Regions from separate parts of the Mus musculus genome. Here region 1 is linked to region 2. A link is a contact called in public HiCAR-type data. All regions are on one chromosome and are shown on one strand. Each heading gives the region's core, a stretch centred on a gene start, on an enhancer-like site or on the middle of the called end of the contact. The rest is flanking DNA. Distances are from core to core; before and after follow the strand shown.

The links. HiCAR-type assays count read pairs that join an accessible place to other places.
Region 1: a HiCAR-type map of astrocytes shows a contact between it and region 2, with 2.3 times the contacts expected there. The contact joins the promoter of Nudt9 here to the promoter of Ptpn13 in region 2. A contact is called at or near these places in 1 of 484 Hi-C or Micro-C datasets (embryonic stem cells) and 1 of 115 datasets of contacts at active chromatin or transcription factors (astrocytes).

Annotation. Positions count from the first base shown.
Region 1 is chr5:104,041,148-104,048,213 of GRCm38.p6, reverse strand. Nudt9 (nudix (nucleoside diphosphate linked moiety X)-type motif 9) reads right to left here and starts at 1,350. Exons shown (of 8, transcript NM_028794.4): 1 at 1,068-1,350. The coding sequence starts at 1,174. Mir5619 (microRNA 5619) reads right to left here and starts at 211; the gene lies at 151-211.
Region 2 is chr5:103,420,544-103,427,853 of GRCm38.p6, reverse strand. Ptpn13 (protein tyrosine phosphatase, non-receptor type 13) reads right to left here and starts at 2,662. Exons shown (of 48, transcript NM_011204.2): 1 at 2,318-2,662.

The sequences.
Region 1 (7,066 bases), core at 101-2,600, 620 kb before region 2:
TTTTGTTTCTCGACAGATGTTTTACAATCATCTGTCTAGACCAGCAGGCACTCAACAAACACTTGTTGACTTAGCTTTGGGTTTTTCTTTGGAATAAGCAGTTTCAGTTCTGGATATACTTCTTTAAGTGTTCCTTTCCCTGTCGTGCTAGAAATCACCAATGAGCTTTTCGTTGTTCTGGTAACAACCAACAAAAATGCCATTAGTGACTTCCAGAGAGCAGGAAGTTCTCCCCTCAGCAAGCCCCACTGAAGAAGGTGTATAAAGGGTGTTAACCCACACCAGCAGAAAGAGGACACTCTGATTGAGGGGTTTTAAGCACTGTCAGGAAAGCAGAAAGGGGATGGCACCGTGGGGCCTACAAACCACAGCAGAAGTAATTCTATTTTCAATGAGGTGAAGGAATATGTCACTCCTGTTTGGGAAGCCCACAGAAATTCCAAACTCGGTCTCACACGGAGCCCAAATTGCCAGGGAACTAACCTCTTTCCTCTTCGGAACCGAAAGCTTGGTGAGTTTGCCTCCTAGATAAAAGTCAAGCTTGAGGCGTGGGTGGTATGTGTTTTAAGGAAGACACTGGTGTCAGAGAACTTAACAGAACCAAACTTACAAACTTTCCAAGTCACTAGGAAATAAAGTTGCGGCCACCTCGCCCAGGAGAGAAGGGAAAGAACGAGGTTCCCAGTACTGAGGCACTTGTGCGCACACTTCATCTCCAGTCTACCCAAAAGCCAATAATCAGCGCCTTCCAGCGCACAGAAAACACTGTCTGCTACTCAGATTAACAGTATATATTAACAGTATATTCCATTATATGGACTCGGTATCACCTCTAGCACGGAGCAACACACCATAAATGCTCTTCAAACTCTGGTGATCTATGAATTAGCGTTGGCGCCTTATCTGGATGGGCAAATTAAAAAGTCAGAGATCGAGAAGGGTCCTTGCTATTGGCTTCCCAAAATCCAGTACTTCAGCACAGCCTACATAACCTCTGGAAAAGGAAGGAGGGGATCGCAGGTCCACCCGAGGTCTCGGAACCGCAGCCCGTCCTAGAATCGGGGTACCTGGGTGCGGGGACGGCGCGGCAGGCTGAGGACCGGACAGTCACTGACGCGAGGGCCACCGAGAGCGACACGGTGGCTACCGCCTGCCCCAGGGAGCGGCCGGCCATCGGCGCCTGGCGCCTGGCGCGCGGCCCGCGAGGGTTCGGAGGTGGCCGGCCTCGCCCGGAGCCCCGCCTTGAGCCCCGAACCTGCAGCCAGCGGGCACTAGGACCCGGCCGCGCTCCCCCAGCGCCGCTGGCCGGCGGCGCCAGCAGCCCCACGACGTACCCGACGCGCGACCGCGCTTTACGGCCACGCCGCAAACTAACCTGTGTGCCAGGCCTCTCCGTCTGCGCAGGCGAACTGGAGTGCCGCGGCGCGGCAGGACGCGGAGACCCAGAACCCTGAGGCTGAGCGGAAGGAGGGTCAGGGGCGACCACGTGCTTCCAGGAGAGGAGGGCCGTACGGAGGAGTCACGTGAGCCATGCGAGGTTTGAGAAGACGTAGGATGAGTCAGTGACGAGTCTTGAAACACCTTGGTTTGGTTTCCAGAAGCCAAGTAACTTGCTTTTCGAAACTTGCCCGCATACCGGATTCAGAGACCGCCTGTGAACAACAAAATGTGGGCGTCCCGCCGGTCACGTGATCAGGCCAGTCACGTGACCCCTAACCCTTAAGGAGGGAATCCCCCAACCCTGGAACGCAGCCTGGGCTCCCCAGAGCCCCCTTCACGGTGCTGTCCGTGGTGTTGGTGACTCTGATAAACCTCTTGTCCAAAAGGAAAGCCGGCCTCGGTTTCCCACTTTCGAACCCCAAAGCCAAAACTTACAGACAAGCTGTGAAAGTGGCACGCGGTCTGGATAATAACGAACGAAGGACTAAAGTTAGCCAGATTGAAAGTGGTAAAGCCAGGCGTGCATCGCGGCTTGCACTCCAGGTTTCATTCGTTTAATTGTTGATGAGACATATTCTAAGCCTATCATCAACTTTGGGCCTTGCAAAACACACCGTATGGCGTTGGCTCTTAAAGCCAGGCCAATCAAATACTAACAGTATCCTGAAATCCACAGCACTCTTGGGATGGGACAGCAAGAAAAAAGGACTGCACAGTAACACTTCAGGGCGTTGCCTTCGTGACTATACTACACCCCTTAAAATGCCCGCTTAGAAAAACTAAAAGTATGGGAAATTTCCTCCCCACCCCTGCCCAAACCTGGTGACAGATAGGCAGATCCCTGGAGCAAAGTAAAGATTATATTTTCTTTCTCTGCACTTTGGGGCATAAGCCTACCACCCCACAGTTTCCTGGAGATGTGGTAGACATGTCGTTGAGGTGTGAGCGAGCACTCAGGAAGATAAATCACCTTGGGCTCCAGCCCCTTCCAGAGATGGTTGTTTTCAGCTTGCTCCACTGCTCCTGTCATAAGAAACACGTTTGTTTCTACACACACACACACACACACGAACACCTTAGATCCTTCAGCACCATTCCCCGGCCTTCAAGATCCCTATTCTTTTTTTTTTATTTTGGTTTTTTTTTTTAATGAAACTAGAACCCAGTTCATAATGTAGGCTTTCCTACGGCAGCAGTAGCCAATAAAAATCTTTCCTTGTGACTTTAACTAGTATCCTCAAACAGGCTAGTGGTTTTGGTTTGGTTTTGTTTTGTTTTGTTTTAAGATTTACTTACTTATGTGGATGGACAGGGGTTTTGCCTGAGTATCTGTGCACCCCAAGTCTTTAGTGCCCGTATAGTCCAGAAGAGAACTTTAGATTCCTCAAGACTGGAGTTACAGGCGACTGTGCACTACCATATAGGTGCTAGGATTTGAACCCAGGTCCTCTGGAAGAGAAGCAAGCCAGTGCTCTTAACTGCTGAGCTGTCTCTGTAGCCCAGGCATTGTCTTTGGCAGCTCTTTCAGATAGCATTTTTCTTAAAGTATTGTTGATATAAAAAAGCATAGTTCACACCTTAAAGGATCTTAGTTTCTTCTGGAGCAAAATATGAATTCCTCTGGTCCCAGGAACACAGATTTTGGTTACCCCAGATATCATGTTATAAAGTTTCAATAGCAATAGCAATAGAACAAAATCCTAAATTAAGACATTTTAAATACATGAGTGGAAACATCAGGTAAGCCCAAGTTGCAGCAAATTAGTGAAATCTCTGATAAAGACCTCAGATGTTATCTGATCTTCTTTGGGATAGAGTCTGTTTATGCATTAAAATGGGATTTATATAATAGTCACAAGGAAGGCAGTAAATAGCTATTTAGATATTTTGACTCTAGACCTGCAACATTCCAACTCTTCACAGTCATTGATTTCTAATCAGTTAATCAACCCTATAGAATATTAATGTAGTTGTGACATTTTTCTAGGAATATCAGTTCAATGTGCATTTGAAAGCAGACCCTAGTAGTTTATGAATGTAAATTCCAGCTCTCTGGAAGCTGGGGCAGAAGGATCAGAAGTTCAAAGCCAGCCTGGCTACATACAAAACTTTGTCTCAAAAATTTTTGTATTTAAAAAATAAATACCAAACTGGGCATGGTGGTGCACACCCTTAATTCCAGCACTCCAGAGGCGGAGATAGATATATCTCTCCAAGTCTGAGGCCAGCCTGATCTACATGGAGAGTTCCAGAAAAACCAGCGCTACATAGAGAGACCCTGTATCACAAAGCGCTGCTCTCTACTAAAGGGAAATAAATGAATGATAAGCAAGTAGTAACATCAGACTAGGGGGAGTGCTCAGTGACTGAGCATGGAGCTTCCTCATCATGCACAAAGCCCTGGAGATGCCTGGTGGACATCTTAAGAGATCAGAAACTCAAGATCATCCTTGACCACAAAGCAGGATTCAGAGGCTATGCTGCCTCAAGAAAGGAGAAGGAAGGGCTGGAGGAGAAGGGCAGGGGGGTGGGGGGGTGGGAGGCCCTATGAAGGAATAGATAATCTCCTGTGGAGGAAAGTTACTGGTTGAGGAAGAAGTCACTTTCCATTGTAAAAGAAGTGTCTGAGGCTTTCCTGAGGCAGTAATGGTTGGCATAGATGGAAGGATATGAAGCTACTAGCCACTGGACAAACTGGGACAAGAACAGTCCATCTAAGAGGGCTGTAAGTCACCTGCTCTGGGGTAGGAATGCTTGCCTTCTAAAGAGGAGGGTGGACACAGTGAACCATTGTAATCAGAAGTTAAAAGAGGGAAGCCAGGGTGGACACCAGCAGCTGCTTCCCAGCTGTGGTTCCTGTGGAGAATGCCTACAGTAGAAAGTAATCTCTCCTACACTCCCTGCGGCTAAGGGGCCACATGGCCCTCTGCGGTCAGTGAGATTAAGGTGTAAGCTATTTGTGTGGATCTTGTGATCTTGTGAGGACCTGCTGTTTCCCTGGTGAGAGAGAGGGTCTGACTTGCTTCACAAGTACTTTCTATGTCCATGCTTATCCCTGCTGGGAAGGGGTCAGCTCACCTAAAAATGGAGCAGCTATCTGACTACCCTGTCAGAAGCTGTGCCAAGTAGGGTATAAGAAGGAAATTGAGAGTTTAATGGGTCCTGGAATATTTGCCTCAGGCCTGGACAACCTGCCAAGAGAAAAGAAAACAAATTTCTACTTGGCTAAATCATGGATTACATACACACACACACACACACACACACACACACACAAAGAGGCAGGGGGGAAGAGAGAGAAATTCTGACATGAGAGTGAAACATTTAGTGAAGTTTTTCTAGATCCTCATGCTCTAAAAGCCATTAAGACCCCACACGACAGATTTAGTCTTCACAACATAGAGAAGTGGCTGGGAATGGTAGTGTTGCTTTTAATCCCGGCAGAAGCAGAGGCAGGCAGATCTGTGTTTAAAGCCAGTTAGGGCTAAATAGTGAGATGCAGTCAAGAAAAAAGTTTAAAATGGATAAACAGAATTTATCATGGTAGGACTGAGAACCTGGTATTCAGCTTTCCATGAGCTCAATGAGATACATGAACACATGGGAAGGGTTAGTCTGGCACAGGGTTTCCCATGGCTGGTTGGCCCTGTTGCTCTTGGGCTTGTGCCCAGGCAGCACGCTGTGTGCAGAGTACAATCAAGTTTCACTTCATGGCTAGGATTTGAGAGAAGAAGGGGCTGGGGACAAGGCTCTACTACCCCTTGAAGGGCAATGGCCAAACCATCCTTCCAACAGGTCTGCCTCCCTGAGGTTCCGCCATCTCAGTAGCAGTGCAGTCTGGGGACCAGGCTTGAACATGGGCCTCCTGGGGACAGTGACTGTTTTCTTGGTGTATCACTTACTCCCACTTCCCCTCTGACATCATGTACCAGGTCAGACGCTTCCCTCTCTGCCCCATGACGAAGAAGACTTTCCTCTTACCTACTGTGTTCTTTAGCTTCGCACCCACAGGTTCTGGGTTTTGGTGAGTTCATGGGCAATGAAAGAATTTTTTTAAACTTTCACTTAACAAAGCTTGGCTTTCAAGATTAATTTTGTGCTAGAGACTTGAAAATCCCACTTGACAGTCAAGCCTTTGTTCTAACTCATATCTTTCTTTCCTCTGAAACACTGCAACTATTATTTCAATGGACAGAGTGCATCTGGCAATAAGATACAAAAATATTTTAAAAACACATCTAGAATATTTCAAAAAATTACTCCCGTGGTATTTTTCATTTTGATTATGTAATTTGAGCAAACTGTTTAACCTCCCCATGTCTGCTTCTTCACCTGTAAAACGAGGAGCTGTGATGGTCAGCACAGTGGAGCAGTGAGAACCAAGCATAACAGGTCATAAAGTGCCTAAGGAATAAATACCGTAGGAACTGGGCTTTTCAGGAATGTACAGTATCATCTCTACAGACAGCCATGCAGCTTAAGTGCTACCTCACTCTCTAGGACTTCTGCTGTGGTTTTCCCTGGGGACAGGGGGGAGCCAGAAAGAAGGATACAGACTCAGCACCAAATTGTACGTTAGGTAACTTGTTCAGGTTCATACAAAATACCTAATAGTTTGAAAGGGCTAGGGTGTCCATTTTCTTTTATAACCATAACAAATTGATAATTTGAATCAGAAATTTATTAGCTCACAGTTCTAAAAGTCAGAAATCAGTTTTCACCATTCCGAATTCAAGATGGCAGCAGAAACTCACTCTCAGGAGGCTCTACAGGAAAATCTATACTTACCTTCTCTACTCTCTAGGTCCTTTACTACCATTCCATTGCTTGTGGTCACATGACTCCAGTCCCTGCTGTTGTGTTCAACTGCCTTCCACTTTTTCCATCCTGGCAATCCAGGATAAAAAGCCCATCTCAGCATCCTTAATCACACCCATGAAAGCTATGACTTCTAGGACAGTCAGGGCTATACAGAGAAACCCTGTCTTGAAAAACAAAACAAAAACAAAAATTATTGAGCCGGGCGTGGTGGCGCACACCTTTAATCCCAGACTCGGGAGGCAGAGGCAGGCGGATTTCTGTAGGCCAGCCTGGTCTACAAAGTGAGTTCCAGAACAGCCAGGGCTACACAGAGAAACCCTGTCTCAAAAAGCCAAAAAAAAAAAAGCTATGACTTCCATATCAGTAAATATTTACAGGGTCCAGGGATTTGTGCCTAGTACATTTGGGGATAGTGTTTCAGCTTACTATGCCATGATTCAAATTTAGATTGAATAACTAGAAGTTTCGATTCCTAACCAAATATGTGTGTGTTCACTATTAAACACTTGATTTCTGTAAGTACTGTAGCAGACAGTGTGGATGTAAACTGAGTGAAATCAATCACACTAGTTGATCAGGCTACCCTACAAACCAGTGGGCTAGTGAGGGGAGAGATAGTGGTTTAAGAAGAAAATAATAGTCACACAAATAAATATCAAGTCTCAAGCATGACATATGTTCTGACTAAAGAGTCGTGTTGCTCTGAGGAGGGATGATGAGAGAGCTGTCATGGCTGGGGAGGTTCGCTCTAAGAAGCAACACTTACTTGAGACCTTAAGGAAGGGTAAAGATCACTGGACATAAA
Region 2 (7,310 bases), core at 1,413-3,912:
GCACCACCACGCCCGGCGAAAACTATCTTTTAGAAATACAGTTCCTGTGTGCAAAAGCCACTTTAAGTTTTAAATGGAGAAAAACGTGCAGGGGAGGAGGGATGGGGTGGGGAGAACCAGGAGCTGAGTTGCAAATATTCCACCTTTCCACCTTTCCCAGTACTGAAGAGCTCTCTACCCTAAGCTGCAGCAGTTTTCCTCATTTCCCGGGCCTTTTAAAGTGACAGGAACCCAAGTGCAGTCATGGGTTCCATCAGAGGCCTGATAACAGCTCACTGTTCTGAGGAGAGGTACTGACTTCCCAAAACACTCTCCAAAATAAGAGCTGACAAATGGACTGGCTTGCTGTATGGTTGGGTTTCACTTCGATTTTAAAGATGATTAAATATTTGAATACACTATGAAAGTGGTTCACATCTTAATTTTTTTTTTAAACGGCAGAAAGAAATGGGGGAAGGAAAAAGGATAACTATGTTGAAGTTTCCCCCAGATACAAGAAGATAAGATGTAAAAGCAGTCAGCTATTGAAGTCCGAAACACTGCTCACCTGCCCCATTCTTTATCTGTTAAAGGTGAAACATGGCTAGACTCATTTCTCTTAAATAAAAGATAAGCTCAATGAGATAAAGACATAGGGGCAGAGTATGCAGCTCCTTGCAGCTCTGAGGTGGGAGCACTCACCTAGCCTGCATAAGGGCCTGCCCCACCCATGCTTTCCCTCCCCCAAGTACACCTATTAAACACTCCAAAATAAATGGCTAGCCAATTCTCCTGGTGAAATCCTGCACTTAAGAGTCATCTCTAAAAGCAAACAAAAAAGAAGATAAAACAAGTTTTACAACTTTTGACACCCTATTGTGGTATTCAAATCTGCCCTTCAAACTGACCCTGGTTTGTGTGTGTGTGTGTGTGTGTGTGTGTGTGTTTACAGGCATCATGAAAACTGTTTATTTTTGGATGTTGATAATCAGCCTCAAAAGGCGGGGGAGGGGGCTTGGATGCCACTAGAAAAGTGTTGGTGGGACAGTGTAAATCCAAAGATAAATCCAATGGTAGAAAAGGGTCACGGTTCTCTAACGTTGAAAGTGAAAGACACCATAAAATGTACCTTTCTTAATGAAGCCTTAATAGTTTCTACCTTTAAATTCTAATAGCTGCCTCCCTTCTCCCCACAGGTACTCCCTGGAAACCTGGAGACCATCAAATTTAGAACATGATGTTCCAAAAACACTGCAAAACACATGTGGGACTGGATGATACGATACGGTACTTATCTATTAATATATTAATTTACTGAGCCACTATCTTTATGAACTTAGTAAAAAAAAAAAATGCAAGTGAAAAATAACTTGTACCTCATCACCACTACTGGCAGCCAATGAAAATGAAGCAGGTTTTGACCCCGACCCTGCCAACCCGGTTCAAGAACTTGGGAAAATACCAACGCCTGTTTCATAATACAGGTACTTTTTTTCTTCCCGTCCTTTAATAAGCTCTCTAGACAGACCTTTTTAAATCTTCCTAATTAGTTAGCAGCGTCCTTCAACCCACATATCAGGTGTCCCACATTTTCTGTATGTCCCGCCTAGAAAACAAACCCGATTGCCCCATTTTCGGAAAGGTAAACTCAGCTCCAGGCAGCTACCTATGAAGTCACCGCGTTTGTTATTTCAAAGATGCAATTAAGCGAAAATGACAGAAGGTTGTCTAAAAGATTAGTCGCAAATACGGGGAGGTGTCGATCTTACACAGGGAAAGAAACCTGCACTCTGTGACTCGCTCCCATGTCTCCCCATCCTCGCTTCTCCAATACACAACAGAAGGAAATTAAATTTCCAAAGTTCCTTGACTTTGGCTTAACTTTTAACTTTGCAGCTCTCGGCGCTCACGTTATCGAGCAAAGTGGAGAAAAGAAAGGCTGGCCTGCAGCAGAGAGAAGCAAACTTTACTAGAGCCTGTCCCCGTCCCTACCCCCTTCTCGGAGCCCTTACACAGACACATTCTTCTGGGCGGCTTCTAACCACACCATGTCCACAATCATTTACAGAAATTAGAAACAGACTCCGGGAGCCCTTCCCACCGCGCGCTCGGCGCAAGGCTGTCCGCACCAGCTCCACGGGGCAGCGTCACTCGCTGTGGCCCACAGCCCGTCGCTCCCTCCCACTCGGGGGTCTCAGCCAGGATTAAACTGCAAGCAGCTCGCGCTCCCCGCCCTCGGCGCACCAGGGATGCCACCATCCGAACCGAGGGGAGCCGAAGAGACGTCCCAGAGGCCCGCACATCCCACCCCCCGGGTCCGGCCACGCGTGCTTCTTACCGGCGCGTGGGGAGCCCCGGTGCGGCGACCGGAGCGCAGCGCGCGGGCACCGAGAGCCGCCGCCTCTTCTTCCCCGAGCTGCTTCGGGCGTGCGCAGAGAGGGTCGGCGGCGACAGAAGCAGCATCGCCGGGCGGCGACCCCCGCCGAGCTCCCGCCCGCCCGCCGCGACTTCGCAGCGCCTCAACGACGGCCGCCCGCGCGCGGCGCTGTCCAGGAGGCTGAGGCGGACGGGAGAGCCGGGGAGCGCTGCTCGGCAGCGGCGCGGAGACCTCGGAGAACTGTGACCATGGTGTGTCACCCTCGCCGCGGCGCGCCCGGCCCAGCTCCTCACGGCGCGCAGCTCCTCCTCGGCCCGACGCATCGGCCCCGCCCCTTGCCCTGTCAGTCAACCCCGCCCGCGCGCGGACAGGACCGCAGGTCCGGGACCCTGCACTCCGCTTCTCCCCATTGGTCCGCCAGGAGCCCCACCCCGCCTCCTCCCTTGGGACCGAGTCTCTGGGGAGACCTGCGCCCCGGTTGCCATGACAACCGGTGCCTTGGGTCGGGCTCCTCACTCTTCTTTTGGCCCCGCGCTGGGGTCGAGGGCGCCAGGGCAGGGTTCTGCTGTGTGCACTCTCCACTGTGCAGACTTGGGGATGAAGCCTCTTGGGCTCCCCCAACTTCAGACCCAGAACTTTCCGAAACGCGCGAGGAAGAGTGACAGACGCGAAGCTGCCGGCCCCTCCCCCTCCTCGCAGCCTTGCTCCCAGATTCTCTCCGGGCGACCCAGGCAATGAAAGAAGGTGGAGAGAGAGGGAACGTCGCCCTGCCAGCTCCCCCAGCTACACAGCAACCGAGAAATGGTGTGGGCAGTGAATCGGCTCCGCCGGGTTCCCACAGCTGTGAAGAGACTTTCAAAGGTGTGCTGCGACAGCACAGCCTCAAAGATCCCCCCGGAAAACTCAAATACTCGCGTTTTCGTGAGAAACAAGATTTTTGCCCTGATATTTTGTGAACTTGGCAACCCCAGCGTTAAAAGTTTTACGGTAAAACCACCTAATTGATAAACCATTTCTTTAAACACACAACAGCTTGGCGAAGGTGTATCCTCGTAGCGATTTCTTTCCTGCAAACTAAAACATTCTAAGTTCAATTATTTGCAAGGAAACCTTGCAGAATTCACGAGCAGAATAGCATCTTGTAATGTGGGTTTTAAAGGGTTTTTTGCTATCGTTCTCTTTGGTGCTATATAAGGTTACTAATACATTCAGTAACACATACAGGGTTAATTTTGTCTGAGATCCTATATGGACCTTTATTTACTTTAAGGATCTCCTCAAAATGGAGAGAAGAGGCTCGTCTGGCTTCTCCGGGCAAGCTGCAATCCCAGGTTCCCCAGCCCCTGAGGCTTTGGTACAGGTGTGATGAATGAGGGAATTAATTAATGATTTACCTTTGGCTACTATTTGAGTTTTCATTATCTCATTTACTAAATGAATAGCTGTGATGGATGTCTTCAAATATGCCTTGCACGTACGCACTGAATGGCATCTCTCTAACTCCATGGAAAACGAGAGCAGAAACCCAAATCCCTGTCCTCAAGGAGTCAAACATGGAGCCTGAGGGAGAAAGCTAGCCCTCCAGGAACAATCTGAAACCTGGGACCAAAAGGTTTAGCCAGTACAGCAGCAAAGGCATACCAATGGAGGAGGGGAACTTAATCTGGACTTTAAGAACGGAGCTAAATTGAGGGAGAGCAGCTAAGGGGAACCACCACAGAAAACTAGAGAGCAGCAGGAGGTCAGAAAACAACAGTGAGCAGGGCCGGCCTGTGGGAGTGGAGACAGAGAAGACTTGTAGCCCTTCCCCCAGTTTTGAAAGTTCCGGCTCATTTATCAGGGAGGTAAGATAGGGAGAGGCCTGTTTAGAGGAACAAAAACGGAATACTTGCCTGCTTGCCACTGAAAGAAAATTGATACAGTTATTTGAAGGAAAGAAACCATCCATAAAGCTTGCAATGGCTTGTGATCTGTCAGAAAGAAGGTAGAAACAGTACAGAGAGAATGGTGGCTGTAAACTTCCCCAAAAAAAAAAAAAAAAAAAAAAAAAAAAAAAAAAAAAAAAAAAAAGATAAGCTATACTGTTGTGAGCCATTTCTTTTCTTTTGCATGAAGCCACTTCAGGTGGCTGCCCTCGGGCTTCTTTCTATAGTAATCCCCTGTTTGGGAGAAGCTGAATGGCTCGCTTAAAAATAAAACCAGAAACACAAAAGAGAAACCTACAAGCTAATCTGTTTGAACATACTGTAGTTTGTAGTTTTTTAAACAAAGAAAGAAAATACTAATAAACAGGACCATGAACCATCTTACAAGTGATATGACACATTTAAGAGGAATTATTTTATGTCTATAGAAAGAGTCCAGTAATAGAAAAAAGTTATATAATTGACTATGTTCCTAGGTCAAAGGAGACAATAGTATACGTGACAAGTGATGCTGATAATTCTTGTAATATCCAGCAGTACTCTTAATAAAAAGTTTACTTTGAAAAAGATAATTTTTTAAAATAGCTGTTTTACAACAAAGCCAGCAATGTGCATTATAATGAAACACTGTATTTATTCCCACTGCAGACAGGGACAAGGCAAGAATGTTCCCATCTGACCATGCAACAGTGAGACTGATAGTGCCCTTAGATAGGAAACATGACTGAGAAATTAAATGTAACAGTGCAAGTTAATCAGGGCGATCTTAGTTCCTTTCATATGCTTACTAGCTATTTTACTTCCCGTTACCAAAAATAGTCTCTCATGTTTTCTTCTAAAACTTTTGTGGACTTTTTTTTTTAACTATACTTTTATTTTTTCATTCAAAACGTCTTACTCATTATTGTTATTATCATTGTGCGTGTGTGCACATACGGATGGACGTCAAGGGAAAGCCATGTGGAAGGAGTTCTCTGTTTCCATCGTTACGTGTACTTGGAATGTAGTGTTGGGGTCTGCTATAGGGTGGTCTTTCCATGCTGCATGAACTATTCTGAACGTTGTGTGTCCCAAGCATGGTCTCTTAGTAATAAACAACCCAAGGCCCATATGATGTTTTGCACCCAATTAACTTTTGCTTCTACGGAAATCATCTACATGTTCCAACAAATCCACAAAGGCAGGCAGTCTCTAGTGCTCTAAAATGTTAGGACTGAGTGATTTAAATATCGGTCACTTTTAAATACTGCCCCCCCCCCCCCACACACACACACACACACGCTCTTTCTTTTGCTTTTCTAAGGTTGAAATGAATTCCGAGTTCATCCACATCTGTAAACAGCACAGTTTCCCCAGCTGGCTTCTTGTGCTCTTCTCTGTGTGAAACATTTGTATTCTGGCTTCAACTAGCTATGTTCATGTTTTTCTCCCTGTTAAGCCCAGAAACATATTGTTCCTTCTTGCTAAACAGACAACTGTGATGGGAACCCAGCCCAGGTGAGTAGCAGAGGCAAGATAGGTAATCCACCCAAACATGAGCAGGTAATCGGAGCGCCACAGCTCAAGAAAGACTTTGTGAGAGAGATGCAGGTACTCACACTTCCAAGGGAATGAAGAATTACCTGAGGGGGTGGGGTGGTAATGGAAATCAGATAGGACTACAGGTACCCTCGGGGCCACTGAATACACAGGTTATTTTCTTCTGGGGAGTAGCTGAACTCTCTTTAAAACACAAGAATCCCCCTAGGATGCAAGGGTTACATGACAGCAAAGGCACAGATAAATCTAAATGCTGAGAGGCAGCCTGGCAGCTCAGAGGTGAAGAGAACACAGCCCTCTGCTGAGAAGGCCAGTTCAAATCCTGGCCAGACGCCTGCCTTCGTTGACCCTCCTTTTCCTACCATAAAGTGAGGTAAATAAATCGGCACGTACGTCCGTCGAGATTGGAAACATACCGCAGGATCAAGCGGAGATACTCATCTGTCTGAGAACTGTTTGTAAACTTGAAAGGAGGGCTTTAAACCATCAGACAACAGAAGCCAGATGGTTTGGGAATGAATGTTTTACGTGATAGGGTTTTTGAAGGTAAGTTTTGTTCTAAGGGAAAAAAGTTGGAAAATGCCTGGTGGGTCCTAGGACTTGCGAGCCCTGTGAAAGAAAAATTTAATTGTGGCACACGTCAAGTTCAACCTTCCATGGCCCCCAAGTTGCTTTTCGATACTTAATTCTTGTGCTTGTCTCTCACTTGCCACCTTGATCGGGGATTGTTCATCTTCAGATTAGTGCTGGCCATATGTTTGGCTCACGTGGTCCCTCTGTTTCCACTTGGCCTGCCAGTGCTGAGGCCTGTAACAGCTCCCCAATATTTTCCTCTCCCACATTCCTTAGCGGGGGAAATTCTCACTGCAAGCTGCTAACGAGTTCAACTGCAGAGGTGTTATCTTTAGGTCATGGTTAAAATTCACTTTAGCTTCTAGCTTTCTCTCTGTATGTTAATGTGGACCGGCATTATCAGATTAGGTTGTTGTCACTTTAAACCCTGAGGGAGAGAGATACTGGAGCAGTAAATTTTAATTAGTGCAGAGGCAGGTTGGGAAGTTGGTTTCAGGGATCAGAAGCCAGCGGGGAGACAGGAATCTGGTGTGTGTAGGGGGGGTGGGGGGAGGCTTGTGGTATGCTGGTGACCCTCAGGGCTAATGATACCATGGGAAGGGATCAAGGAGGTGTGTGGAGTTCTGTAGGTGTGGCGCTGAAGTCAAACTGCCTAATTCACGATTTTTCCTGGGGTTGGTCCCTTCCTGACTCATTCTGCAACTTGTCCCGGCAGGTTATGCAACCGCCTGTTCAGTGTGGTTGAAGAGAGCACGGCAAGCGACTACTTTTGTTTTAAATGCAGCCAGGCTAGAACATACGCAAAGCGACCTCATGTGAATATTCTGTGTGGCAATGGGACCCGTAGAGAAAAGCCCATGGGGCTGCTGATCTTGGATTGAGGGTGTCCTGCCAAGTGGAGATGGAGGCACAGGGAC